2 separate regions of the Macaca mulatta genome follow, and region 2 is linked to region 1. A link is a contact called in public Hi-C data. All regions are on one chromosome and are shown on one strand. The core of a region is the stretch at or near the end of the contact, and the rest is flanking DNA. Distances in the headings are between cores, read along the strand shown. Region 1 holds the start of LIN54 (lin-54 DREAM MuvB core complex component). Region 2 holds the start of ENOPH1 (enolase-phosphatase 1).

Region 1 (7,236 bases), core at 2,302-4,801:
TGCAACGGTGTGATCTTAGCTCACTGCAACCTCTGCCTCCCGGATTCAAGCTATTCTCCTGCCTCAGCCGCCTGAGTGGCTGGGATTACAGGAGCCCACCACCACACCCGGCTAATTTTTGTATTTTTAGTAGAGATGGGGTTTCACCATGTTGGCCAGGCTGGTCTTGAACTCCTGACCTCATGATCCACCTACCCCGGCCTCTCAAAGTGTTGGGATTACAGCGTCAGCCACCGCGCCTGGCCTCTATGATTATTATTATTATTTTTATTTTTTGAGACGGAGTCTCACTCTGTCACCCAGGCTGGAATGCAGTGGCACCATCTTGGCTCACTGCAAACTTCACCTCCCGGGTTCAAGCAATTCTCCTGCCTCAGCCTCCCGAGTAGCTGGGATTACAGGTGTCTGTCACCACGCCTAGCTAATTTTTGTATTTTTAGTAGAGGCAGGGTTTCACTATGTTGGTCAGGCTGGTCTGGAACCCCTCACCTCGTGATCCACCTGCCTCGGCCTCTCGGCCTCCCAAAGTGCTGGGATTACAGGCCTGAGCAACCGCCCCCGGCCTGATTGTTTTTAATAAGGACCATTTAGTCTCCTTCTTCCCATATATTACACCTCTTCTTTCTTTTTTTCTTATTTAACTTACCTAGGATACCCTCAAAAATGGTAAATAATAGCTACTATATCCCTGCCTCCTTGTTGAGTCTCTGATTTTAAGGTGAATGCCTCTGCCATTTCACTGAAATGTATGGTGTTGCTCTCTGATGATTATCTTGCTCCAATTAAGGAAACATTCTTTTATTTCTAGTTTACTAAGAATTTTAAAAATTCAGAGTGGTTGCCGGGCGCGGTGGCTCACGCTTGTAATCCCAGCACTTTGGGAGGCCAAGGTGGGCAGATCACGAGGTCAGGAGATCAAGGCCATTCTGGCTAACACAGTGAAACCCCGTCTCCACTAAAAATACAAAAAAATTAGCTGGGCGTGGTGGCGGGCGCCTGTAGTCCCAGCTACTCGGGAGACTGAGGCAGGAGAATGGCGTGAACCCGGGAGGCGGAGGTTGCAGTGAGCCGAGATCGCGCCACTGCACTCCAGCCTGGGTGAAAGGGTGAGACTCTGTCTCAAAAAAAAAAAAAAAAAAAAAAAATTCAGAGTGGTTGTTGAATGTTATACAGTGTATCTCTAGAGACTATCATTTGGTTTTTCTCCTTCAGTCTAATAAATTATACTTGTAGATTTCTTAATGTTAGATCACTGTTTATGCTAAACCACATACTTTGTCATGATGTAAATTCTTTTCTTTTTTTTTTTTGAGACGGAGTCTGGCTCTGTTGCCCAGGCTGGAGTGCAGTGGCGTGATCTCGGCTCACTGCAACCTCTGCCTCCCAGGTTCACACCATTCTCCTGCCTCAGCCTCCCGAGTAGCTGGGACTACAGGCGCCCGCCACCACGCCCGGCTAATTTTTTTTATGTGTTTAGTAGAGACGGGGTTTCATCGTGTTAGCCAGGATGGTCTCAATCTCCTGACCTCGTGATCCACCTGCCTCAGACTCCCAAAGTGCCCGGATTACAGGCATGAGCCACCGCGCCCGGCTTGTAAATTCTTTTTACTACCACATTGCTGGAATTTGATAACTTTTTTTTTTTTTTGAGAGTCTCACTCTGTTACCCAGGCTGGAGTGCACTGGTATGACCTCGGCTCACTGCAAACTCTGCTTCTCGGGTTCAAGTGATTCTCCTGCCTCAGCCTCCTGAGTAGCTGGTACTACAGGCGCATTCCACCATGCCCGGCTAATTTTTGTATTTTTAGTAGAGGCAGGGTTTCCCCATGTTGGCCAGGCTGGTCTCAAACTCCTGACCTCAGGTGATCCACCTGCCTCAGCCTCCCAAAGCGCTGGGATTACAGGTGTGAGCCACTGCGCCTGGTCTGATAATATCTTAATTCTTTTTATTTAAAAAAAAATTATTTTGTAGAGATGGAATCTCACTACGTTGCCCAGGCTGGTCTCAAACTCCTGGCCTCAACCCATCCTCCTGCTTCGGTCTCCCAGAGTCCTGCGATTACAGGTGTGAGCCACAGCACCAGATCAATAACATCTAAATAATCAATTTTCCCTTCATAACAAAATCATAGTGAGAAAGGAAGTTTCCCTTCTCTTTTTTGGGCACTGTTTGTCTTGGGTTTTAGTATGAGAGTTATGCTGCCTTGTGGAATAAACTGGGAAAGGGTCTCCCTTTTTTGAGATTTGTTTGGTCTCTCTAAAATCTAGCCAGTTTTGGGTACCCCATCGCACTCTCTTCTTCCTTCCAGTGGTGCGCCAACAGTACCATCAATCATTTTACCATGAGGATTTCTCACACTAGCTCTCAAGGTTCCTCATAAAGTGGGCTCACAATGCTGATCTCCAACAAAGCCTTTGTGTCTTTCAACTTTATCACATTCCTTGCACATGTCACAGACCTTACCATTTTCAAGGCTTTGCTAATTTCATGACATCTGCCTTGTTAAATCCTGACTATTAGTGTTTGGGCTGGTACTGGGTGTTGATTATGGCACAAGGGAACTAACATTTTAGGCAGAGACAGTGTACCTGCTTAGCACCCTTCATTTTATTTAATCATCAGAATTCTGGGAAGTTTTGTTATTTTTATTTGCTGGATAGGAAAATAAACGTTATACACTAATAAACGGAGGTGCCACTAAATACCAGTACCGCTTGATTCCAAAGTGATTGCTGCCTCCACTAGTTTCACCTCCTCCATTGTGTTCCCTAGGTAGTCTCTGATGCTGACCTGTATGTCCTCCGTGCTCCATTAGCAAATTATACACTGTACCGCACCATCTTACATTTACACTCTTGTATTTTCTATTTTTTCATATCTGTAGTGCTTGTCTCACACACAGCAGTTAATAATCTCTCAGAATATTTTTTCTTTTTCCCCTCAGAATGATCTCTCAGCGTCTGGTCATCCGACTCCGTATTTGGATATCATATAAATCGCGGGAAAAAATAAAAGGTGATTAAATACAAATAATTTTGACTGTGTTAGTCTTAGCTGTGTGTTGCAAGAAAAAAACAAAAGGTCTCTTTCAAAATAAGTTTAACTCTCAATGATCTCCCTGGGGCTTTTTAGCGACCCCTGCAAAATTAGTGCCTAAAAACACAGTGACTTGGCATTTGTGACTACTGATCACCTCCTCACTCAAGCACATCAAACAGCGGGATATCCTGGAAGTCGCACCTACAGCTCACACTTCCTAACAAGGAAAGCTAGACGAAGGGACGGTCTTTCCCAACAGCAGCGCGATGCGGGTCCTCCCCCCACCAGCTTCAGTGGGATGGAACATTCCGTGCGATCACTTTGACCGGGCGCCACTCGGAGTCACGTGGAGCTGTAGCGCCCCGGCGGAGCCGGGCGGAATAACGCGGGCTCGGGTTGCCAAGAGGAGGGGCGAGGCACCGCGGAAGAGGCGGAGCGAAGGAAGCCGGCCGTGGGGCGGGGTGCTGAGCGCAGGGGCGGGCAGAGAGGGGCGCGCGGGCGGGGAGGGCCCGGCGTATTATGGGATGCGGCGGTGGAATGGCGCTGGGCGCGTGATTTTGAACAAACCCTGGTCTGTGTCTCGGAGGCGCCGCCGCCGCCGCTGCTGCTGGGAGCCCAGGGAGCGCCGCGCGACTAGGAGGCGGCGGCGCCGCCGGCTTTGGTGAGTGTCAGCCGCCGGGATGGGGGCTACTGGGCGGGCGGGCGGGAAGGGGGAACCGGCCCCCGCTGCGAGTGGCTGCGCGGGCGGAGAGCGCTGGACCGCTCCCTCCGGGAGCCCGGGCCGGTGGGCCTTGGCGGGGAGCGGGAACCCGCCAGCGGGGTCAGCCGCGCCCCTTCCCTGGGCTGCGGGGGGCGGAGGATCCTCGGGGCTCCGTCTCTTCCCGCCGGCTCCCGGGAGGGTGGCTGTCACCCGGCAGGGCCAGCGCTCGGCCAGCCGCCTGCCTGGCGGTCTGGAGGAAGGGCTCCCGCGGCTGTTGACACGCACACTGCGCGACCCAACAAGCCGGCCGTGGCTGCCCCGGGTTTCTGGGAACCGGTTTTGCTGCTGTGTCATTTTGTGCCAGTCCCTCCTCTCCCTACTGCCCGCCGCCGCGTTCTTCCTATGCCCCTTTGTATAGGCTCTTGTTCGTGCGTGTCCGTTTTCCTCGCGAAGCCCACCAGCCAAATGTCATAATGTTCCCGAGGTGCACGGGGGAAGGGAGCGGGCCGGGACTTAGCTTGGACAGCAACGGTAAACAACCAAGCAGAGTGCGGATGGACGGGGCCGTCAGTAGGGAAATGAAGTTTAAAGATGAAGTAACTGATAACACTTTACACTCTCAGCATCTGGCAGTCTGCATATAAAAACAGCAATTGGGGTGGGTGGTAGACAGCCCTTGTTGAAGGCTGAATCTACCGACTTTTATATGGAGTTGCCATTGAAACAAGGTAGGGAAATGAAATGACTTTTTCAACTTCAACCTTAATCTTCTTACACTAACTTAGACAGTAGAGTGGCCCTGTTCGCAGCCTTGAAATTCAGTTTGCCCAGAGCTTATATTGTAGTTGAATGATAAAGAATTAAGTTTTTGGTTGGTTAACTCTTTTTGAAATTGACAAAGGCAGCCAGTTTCCTTTTTTTTTTTTTTTTTAAGTGTTGGTCTCAGAAGAAGCCTTGCAGCTTATGTTTTGTTATTTTTTAAATGATTAAGAATTATCTCTGTTCTCTTTTGGTTACTTATTCAACTGACTGATGACAGGAGCTGTTAACTCTCACTTACCTAGTAGGTAACTCTAGGGTCTTGTTCTGAAGCAAGCTGTTTATTTTCACTGTATTGAACAAATATATCAGCAGCAGATGGTTTTTTTTTTTTTAATTTGATGACTTAGATCCTAAAAACATTTGGCAAATACTTTTAGCTTAGAGTTATATTTTCAATATTTTAGAAATTGATCATTCATGAATGTTTCTACAATTAGTTCAATACATTTTAAATCTAGTTGCGCTTTGACGTCTTAAACCGATGACAGATTGGAAGTCACAGTGTTCATGGACAGAAATGACCAGATAAAATTAAGTTGGAGAGGAAGACAGCTCAGAACTTTATTTTTTAAAATGAAGTGTTTTGACCAGCTCACCTGCATGAGGAGTGCTGCCTGTAATTGACAAAGGTGTCAAAGGTCGAACATGCATATGGAAATAGCTCATCCTGTCAAAGTAGTTCCGCAGGTGGGGTAAAATGTCAAAGTTGGTGAATGACATTAAGGGTCTTCACAGTGTTTTTGGTACCTGAGATAGCCACAGTGAATAAAACGCATTCCACCATCTCTCTCAAGTTGCTGCTCTGAAAATAAAAGAGTTTGGGTTCTTTATTGTCCTTATGCCACCCTCCGCATGGCTTTTGGTCTTGCAAACAAAAATATGCCGGACTTGGGACCCCGCAGGTGGCGCGACTTCCTTTGGCGTCCCTGCGGGGGCCCGTGCTCCGCCCGGGGGTGAAAGGTCTCGGCGTAGCCGGTGTGCACTTGCACGGCCCTTGTGCGTTTGAAGGTTGGCGGGGCGGCGGGAGGCTTCCCCGGATATGTGGGTGTGCGCCTCCCGGGAGGGGCGGGCGGGGAGGGGAGGAGGAAGGGGGAGGTTACTGGTGGTGGCGGCGGCGGCGGCGGCGGCCCGGGCTCCGGCTGTCGGGGAAGCTGCTGAGCTGTGATGGTGATGACGAGGTGAAAATGGCGGATCTTTCGAAATACAATCCCGGCCCCTGACATACCAGAGGCGGCGGCGGCGGCGACGTCGCCACCCCGGCTCCCTTCTCGGGCCCCGGGTACCCTGAAGCGCTCCAGTTTGGACAAACTGGGAAAGGAAGCTGTTGGCCAGAGCTATCGTGCACGGGCAAAACAAGCCCCGCCGGGGCTCGGGATTGCCCAGGACCTTCTGGAGCCCCCACCTCGGAGCCCGAGGGAGGAGAAAGCGGCAGCCGCTGGAGGTAGAGGAGGAGGGGGTACCCGAGGGCTTCTCTGTCTGGAGATCTCTTTATTTGGGGGGATGGGGGTGGGTGGGGAAAGAACTGCGCTGTGGATCAAGGAATGACTTGTCCGGAGTGCGAAGAATCAGTAGCCTCGTCATGACATCAACATTATTCTTTGAGTGTTAAGAGGGCTCCAGTTTGCTCTTATACCTAAGGCTGCTGCTGAGGCCTAGAGGAACCGCTAGCACTTAGCATGATTTCCTGATACAATTTTTAAAACAGCCACTCTGGCGGGTGTTGCTTTGATGGTGTTCAGCAGTTCTTGGGGTTGTATGTTTCTTTAGGGAGGCAGAGCATTGGCATTTTATTCTGCATTTAAGGTCTGTGTCTTAGATCCTAGTCTGTAACTTGTTGGGGTGTGGATGTTCACATTTTATAGAATAGGGACCAGTTTTGTAAGAATTAGAAAAAAAATTTTTAATGCTCTGTTATCCATAGAGTAACCTCTTTGCCCCTGCCATTTGGCAAATAACAATTGAGATACTGTCAGTCATATTTTATACCCATGCTTTTCAGGGAAGTTCTTCTCTATACCCACCCTCCTGCCCCCGCCACTCTAGTTCATGAATTCAGAGAGTAAAGTTATGAAAAATTTTGCGGTAGATTTTATAATGCAAATGAAATACAGCTTTAGGAGCTCTCTTTTGGTCCTGAGTTTTACCTTCATTGTTAGGGAGAGTTGTGATGGCGTGACGCAAGCATTTGTTGTGAGTACATTAAGTTGGTAAAGATAAATTGAGACCTCTGTTATTTCTAAATGCTGGAGTGTTTAGCCTAGCCCTTTGTTTAGAGAGCTGTATTGATTGACTATAACAGCCACTGTTTTATTAGGTTATCTAAAGACCCATGTAAGTTTTAGGTTATGCTGAAAGATCCCTAAGGAGTCGGTGTCCTTGCACACAACACTAGTGTTATGGAAAAGTTATATGTGAAACAAATGTTTAGGCTGGGCAAAAAAATTTTTGTTTGTTAATTTGGACCCTATGCTTTTCCCCAAGCTTTTTTGAGTCAATGACATTGAGTGTATAATGAACAGAGAGATTAGTATTTGAGGAATGCCCATGGGTAATGTTTATGATTAGCCCTAAATTTCCTTATTCAAATTGTCTTCAGAGAGTATATGTGATATTATTTCCTTATTCAAATTGTCTACAGAGAGTATATGTGAACACACTATGCCATAGTGTGTCA
Region 2 (7,236 bases), core at 3,116-5,615, 620 kb after region 1:
ATGCCTGGCTAATTTTTGTATTTTTAGTAGAGACGGGGATTTCCCCATGTTGACCAGCCTGGTCTTGAACTCCTGACCTCAGTGATCCACCCATCCCATCTCGGCCTCCCAAAGGGCTGGGATTATGAGCTACCACACCTGGCCTAATTTTTGTATTTTTAGTAGAGACTGGCTTTCACTATGTTGGCCAGGCTGGCCTTGAACTCCTGACCTCAAGAGATCCACCTGCTTTGTCCTCCCAAAGTGCTGGGATTACATGCCCGAGCCACCGCATCCAGCTTGTTACCATATACTTTTATAGTACAATACTTCACGTTGATTAAAGGACTCTCATACTAACTGTGTCATTTAACATACACAGCAGCCAAGCAAAGGAGACAGGACAAACAGGAGGGTCCCGTTTCCAAGGCTGAGTGCAGTAATGGAAAAAATAAGAGTTTTTATGAATAAGACAATCTGAGTTCAAATCCCAGGCATCTTCTTCAACTTTTCAGAGCCTCAGTTCCATCCTAAGTAAAGTGTAGACACAGTGCGTACACAGTCTTTTAGAATGAGTCAAGGATCGAGTACTGCATGTATACAGTACTCAATGTTTCCTTCCATCATTCCACAGGAGGAAGGGCTACAAGTTCACACACCTACTCTGACTTTAAAGCTCCAAGTAGATTATCTTTCAACTCCCATGCTCAACCTCTCCGTCCGTGCTCAGATTCAAGAATGTAACTCAGCATCTCTTTAAAAGGTATTTAAAAGATTAGTCACTGAGATACTCTACTAAGTTTTTTGTTCAGGTAGATTTGTGAAATGTCACTCTCTTGAAATCTCACAAAGTGTGTATGTGTGTATATATGTATGATACTGAAGGTTCTGAGCAGTCATGCAATAAAGAAATCTATTTGCATTCATTCTGACTAGCATTTCCCAAAAGTGCATTTAATGGAATCCTTTATTACATAATTACCATAATTACCAAACATCCACATAGACCTTTCTTTTAAACATACTTTTAGGAACAATGGTTTTGATAAATGCATGTCTAACAAATCATAATAATAGATTAGATTATAATAGATCAACAATATTAATAACTAACAATAGATAGTATTATAGGACAGGGCATAAGAAATTATCCTTTAAATGAGATCCCTGAATCATTCTTTTGCAGCCTGCATTGAATTTGCACATTGCCTAGCGTCAAACTCAGAAAAATTTATTCAGGCAACTAAGACATTTTTATTTTCGGATTTCAGAATAAGTCTGCCACAGACACAAAGATTCCAAGAAGTGGCTCATAATGTCATCTAGCAGAAGACACACTTGGGGGAAAAGGTGGGGGAGGGGTATTATGTTTTGATGCAAAATTGATTTTGTATGAGGTTTCTTATTCCCTAAATCTACCTTCAGATAATGGTAGTATCTAATGATCTAATGCCACATCACTACCTCTCCTGTTCTTATCTTTGGTCTCCTGATGACAGTACAAAGCAAGAGAGAGTCAGAATGGAACGAGTGAGCTGTTAACTATAAATAACAAAAATGAGGACTCCTTTTTTCTCTGAAAACCAAGAAAGCAGTTACTCTGTCACAATCCAAAAAAAGGAAATTAATCAATCATCAGTATTTGTCCTGGAATTTTCCGCAAAGGTCTCTGGTGTGATTAAAAATGTGGAGAAGGTCAGGCGCGGTGGCTCCCGCCTGTAATCCCAGCACTCTTGGGAGGCCAATGAGGCCGGATCACCTGAAGTCAGACCAGCCTGGCCAACATAGCAAAACTGTGTCTCTACTAAAAATACAAAAATTAGCCGGGCGTGGTGGTGCACATCTGTAATCTCAGCTACTCAGAAGGCTGAGGCACCAGAATCGCTTGAGGCAGGAGGCGGAGGTACAACACTGTACTCGCTTGAACCCGGGAGGCGGAGGTGCACCATTGTACTCCAGCCTGGGAGACAGAACAAGACTCTGTCTCAAACAAAACAAAACAAAAAAACAAAACAAAATGTGGGGAAGAGGCCGGGCGCCATGGTTCATGCCTGTAATCCCAGCACTTTGGGAGACTCAGGTGGGTGGATCACTTGAGGTCAGGAGTTCGAGACCAGCCTGGTGAAACCATCTTTCTACTAAAAATACAAAAATTAGCTGGATGTGGTAGCACATGTCTGTAATCCCAGCTACTGGAGAGGCTGGGACAGAAGAATCGCTTGAAGCTGGGAGGCAGAGGTTGCAGGGAGCTGAGCTCATGCCACTGCACTCCAGTCTGGGTGACAGAGCGAGACTCCGCCTCAAAACAAAAATGAAAACCGTGGAGAAAATGCTAAACTCGATTTCTTCTGAACCTATGCTAAGATGTCAAGGTACTGTGATTCTTCTAAAAGAATTTTAAGTGGTTGTTATGTTTGGTGTCCTAAAAGCATACATGGATTTTATATTATAACCTACATCAAGAAACTCATTCAGGCCAGGCGCCTTAGCTCATGCCTGTAATCCTGGCACTTTGGGAGGCCAAGAATTCCAGACTAGCCTGGGCAACATGGCAAAACCCCGTCTCTACAAAAAATACAAAATTAGCCAGGCATGGTGGCTCTCCCTTCCGTCCCAACTACTCCAGCGGCTGGGGCAGGAGGATGCCCTAAGCCCAGCGAGGTCGAGGCTGCAGTTAGCTGTGACTGCACCACTGCACTCCACTCCACTCCAGCCTGGGCAACAGAGTGAGACTGTCTCAAAGAAAAAAAAAAAAAGCCTCATTCACAGGTAATTTTTTTAAAATGTAAACTAAAATAGAATTTAAAACCCAAGCTGCTCGGTTTCTTGGAAAATGGATTTTTCCTACTTTGTAATATACTTTGTATATCTCGACTATGATTGTGTATGCAAGCACCTCTAAGAAGAAGTACTTGTATCTACAATGAATTCTTTTTTTTTCTTTTTTTCTTTTTTTTGACACGTAGTCTTGCTCTGTTGCCCAGACTGGAGTGCAGTGGCTCTAACTCAGCTCACTGCAAGCTCCGCCTCCCGGGTTCACCCATTCTCCTGCCTCAGCCTCCCGAGTAGCTGGGACTACAGGCGTCCACCACCACGCCCGGCTAATTTTTTGTATTTTTAGTAGAGACTGAGTTTCACCGTGTTAGCCAGGATGGTCTCGATCTCCTGACCTCGTGATCCGCTCGCCTCAGTCTTCCAAAGTGCTGGGATTACCGGTGTGAGCCACCGCACCCGGCCTGCAATGAATTCTTAAACCTCAGGGAGCCAAATAAAAAGACAAGGCCTGAGGAATTCTTTCAAAAATTAAAGTAACATTTCATATTTACTTATTCTAACAGACAAAGAATAAAGAAGGAATCCGCTAAGTTGTAAGCTGAGGTGCAGACAAGTGCTGGTTCACAATGACATCCTAGAAGGAACGCTCTGGATAAGAGCTTCAAGCTTCTACGGTTTTCTGAGGAAAGTGAACGGAATCTAAACGTGTCCTATCGCTCAAAAAAAATCAGCGCTGTGGACCACAGAGCCTAACAGAGTAAAGTAATACAGCGTGCAGTTTGGCCACTAACAGCAAGAGTGGGAAGGGGCAAAGAGGAACCTTGATTGCCCGACACCAGGGCCACCTGAAGACTCCTCTTGACACTTCAGTCTTTCCATTTTGAGATTAGAAGCTTCAAGGACCATTAAATCGCTGCCGCTGCCACACCAGGCCCGACGGAGCAGAAAGGCTGCGCTCACCGGCGGAAGCGACCGGGTGCACACCTGCCGGGTAGGGAGGCCCACACGGTCACACCCCGCCCCGGCTTACCTGCCCTTCGGCGATTTTTAGCTTCAACTTCCATCCCTTCCCACCCATCTGGATCCAACCAAGCCCAAGGGCGGGGGAGGGAGAAGCTAGTGCCGCGAGGAAAAGCATCCCCGCCACCCGCCGCAGGCTTTCTCTCCTCCCTCCCCATTCCACAGAAGAGGCAAAGCCACAGCGCCTCTCCTAACCCTCGTCTCTAATGCAAGGCCTGCAATACTTAGAAAAAAATAATAACTGTTTTTAAGGAGAAGTAACATCCCCGCTCCCTTCCGCCCCTCACCTTCACGAAAGCAATCGGGGTTGTGGTACCTTCGATATCTAACAGGATCACGGTGACTTCGGCGGGGACCGAAAGCACGACCATTTCCCTTCCGGATGCTACGGGACTCGGCCTGCAGTCGGGGAGGGTGGAGGGCGGCGCCGGCTGCGGCTGCTGCCCCCGGTACCGTCCTGGGCTTCCGACGGCCCCGCGCGATCTTGGAGTCAGCGACCAAGTGCAGCCCGCCGCGCGTAGGGAAGAGAACACCTCTGCACACCTGGCACTGGAAAAGGCGGCCGCCCAGGAGCCCCTGAACTCGTGAGCAGGACGGGGCAGGAGCCCGAGACCACGTGGGCAGGAAAAGGGGCGGGCCGTGCTGGGTTCGGCGGGGCGGGGTGCGAAAGCCCAGCGCCAATTGGTCGCCGTCGGGCCTCGAACGCGATCCGTCAAAATGGGCCTCGCGTGGGCGGGAACAAAGAAGCGAACGCGGGAGCAGGATGCGCGAGAGCGCGCCCTCCGCAGACAGGTTGAGCGAGCGGGAGAGGCCCGGGGCACGTGCAGAAGGGAGCCCCGCGAGTGGCGCGCCGGGGATGTGAGTGCCCCTTGCCCTCTACTGCATCCAGCCCCCTCCCCGCCCACCGCCTCCGTCCTTGCATAGATACAGTCATCTGGCCAGCCTCCGCCCCTCCTCCCGGCCTCAGCCTGCCAGAGAGGCCGCGCGGGGCTCGGGCTTCGGCCGATCAGCCAGGAGGCCTCGCTGCGCCCCCTCGGCCCGCGCGCCCGTGGCCACAGCGGAAGAGACGCCCGCGCTGCGCTGTCCGGAGGGGCCGTCGCGCGCCCGCTTCCTGTTCGGCTGGTTCCTGCCAGCTCGAGGACAAAACACGCGTGCGCGCGGCGGGCGAGCGCGCTCGCCGCCTCAGTCGCCAGCGCCGGGCGCAGTCCGCCTTTTTCCGGAGTAGCCCGGCCGCGGTGCTAGTCGGTAGCAGCGGCCGCCGCAGCGGCTCCGCACTGGCGAACCGAGGGCAGAAAAAGGCGGGGTTCACGGCTCTTTGGTAGGAGTGGGCTGGACCGGACGCCAGAGACAAAGGCTCCCAAGGCAAGAGGGACTGTGGCCTTGCGTCGGCTCTGTTCGGGACTGCTGACCCCAGGACTTTACGCCCCTTCGTTTTTCTCTTCTGATTCTTCTCTTCTCCCAAGCCCGCGTCCCCTCACGCGTGGCCTCTCTCCTTGCCGGGAGGGCCGCGATGGAGGTCCCGCCCCGGCTTTCCCATGTGCCGCCGCCATTGTTCCCCTCCGCTCCCGCTACTTTAGCCTCCCGCAGCCTCTCCCATTGGCGGCCGCGGGCGCCGCGGCAGCTAGCCCCGCTCCTCCCTTCACTCGCTCCCAGCTCCGCCCGGCAGGGGGCGCGCCGGGCCCAGCGCCACGTCACCGCCCAGCAGCCCTCCCGATTGGCGGGCGGGGCGACTATAAAGGGAGGGCGCAGGCGGCGCCCGGATCTCTTCCGCCGCCATTTTAAATCCAGCTCCATACAACGCTCCGCCGCCGCTGCTGCCGCGACCCGGACTGCGCGCCAGCACCCCCCTGCCAACAGCTCCGCCACTATGGAGGATATGAACGAGTACAGCAACATAGAAGAATTCGCAGAGGGATCCAAGATAAACGCGAGCAAGAATCAGCAGGATGACGGGTACCGCACGCTTCTTCCCCCGCTCCCCCTCCCCCAGCGCGCCGCACGCGCCCTTCGTCCCTCGTGAGCCGCGCGCTGCCCCCATTCTTTCTCAGAGTCGATTCCCCGCGTGCCCTCTGGGCCCCACTAGCTTGGAGGGAAGAGGAAAGTAAGAGATCGAGGGGGTGACTGGAGAGACCCGGGAAGAGTGGGGGAAGGGCGGAGGGGTTGGAGGAGGAGGGCGGCGGCGTCTCTGTCCCGAGCGCGCAGGCGCCGCGTGGGACCCGGGGGGGAGGGGCCGGCCTCCCAGCGCCGCTCGCTGCAGCTGCCGACGCCTCTTCATTGTGTGTCTGTTACCACTCGGCGCGGTTTTCCTGGGAAGAGTTTTAGAGGACTCTGAGTTCGGGCACAAGCAGGCGACTGGTACCCAGATTCACAAAACGTATTATGATTGATGAGTTCTCTGGGTGGAACGTTGGCTTGACAGCTGAGGACGAGGATGGACCTAAGATAAGATGTGAGGGATTCATCTAGGAAGTTGGGCCTTGTAGCTGAAGCAATCTGGGCAGAACCTTTACTATATTTTATTGGTCTCCTTTGAGTTTTGCTTTATGTAGTGCGGAGAGCGAGCTGTCCGCTGGTTTGAGTAACTTTGTTGGGATATTGGGATTTTTGTGTGAAATAGATTAAATGTAAACATGGATTAAATTGCTTACACTTAGGGGATAAATGTTCCTGTTTTTATTCTACGATTTAATTCCAGAACTGAAGGACCATTTGAGTTACTGTTAATTTTTTAAAAAACCTTTTATTTCTAGTAAAATGTTTATTGGAGGCTTGAGCTGGGATACAAGCAAAAAAGATCTGACAGAGTATTTGTCTCGATTTGGGGAAGTTGTAGACTGCACAATTAAAACAGATCCAGTCACTGGGAGATCAAGAGGATTTGGATTTGTGCTTTTCAAAGATGCTGCTAGTGTTGATAAGGTAGGAACTGTGTTTTGCATTGTGCTGCTTTTGTAGTGTTTTGCACATTTTTCTGGGGGTTATATGCTGCTGTCAGATTAAATAAATCTGTCTTGTAGGTTTTGGAACTGAAAGAACACAAACTGGATGGCAAATTGATAGATCCCAAAAGGGCCAAAGCTTTAAAAGGGAAAGAACCCCCCAAAAAGGTTTTTGTGGGTGGATTGAGCCCGGATACTTCTGAAGAACAAATTAAAGAATATTTTGGAGCCTTTGGAGAGGTGTGTGATTATGTTTACACATGTTAAGCTTGATGTGTTTATAAAATGTTTAATCCTGGTCCGATTTATACAGGGCAGATTCATGTTTCGTGTGAGGGTAGGATTAAATGACTGCTCAAGTCGCTTCCAGGGACTGTACCTTGATTTGATTGCTGCTCTGATGGAAACCCAACTATCTTAATTTAGCCAAAACATGGGCACTTAAATGTGGTCGGTGTTTGGACTTGTTAGTTAGTGGCATCTTTGGGGTACAAAATAATATTAAAGGATGTTTTACTTTTCT

Evidence for each region. A called contact is a pair of places that touch in the nucleus more often than the background predicts.
Region 2: a contact with region 1 is called in a Hi-C map of fetal cortical plate, with 3 times the contacts expected there. The contact joins the promoter of ENOPH1 here to the promoter of LIN54 in region 1. A contact is called at or near these places in 2 of 14 Hi-C or Micro-C datasets (fetal cortex germinal zone and fetal cortical plate).

Annotation. Positions count from the first base shown.
Region 1 is chr5:50,757,696-50,764,931 of T2T-MMU8v2.0, forward strand. LIN54 (lin-54 DREAM MuvB core complex component) reads left to right here and starts at 3,552. Exons shown (of 11, transcript XM_028848456.2): 1 at 3,552-3,701.
Region 2 is chr5:51,376,942-51,384,177 of T2T-MMU8v2.0, forward strand. It overlaps ENOPH1 (enolase-phosphatase 1), which reads right to left and starts at 4,366. Exons shown (of 6, transcript XM_078003452.1): 1 at 4,062-4,366. The coding sequence starts at 4,145. It overlaps HNRNPDL (heterogeneous nuclear ribonucleoprotein D like), which reads left to right and starts at 4,760. Exons shown (of 8, transcript NM_001260709.1): 1 at 4,760-5,727; 2 at 6,525-6,693; 3 at 6,792-6,953. The coding sequence starts at 5,285.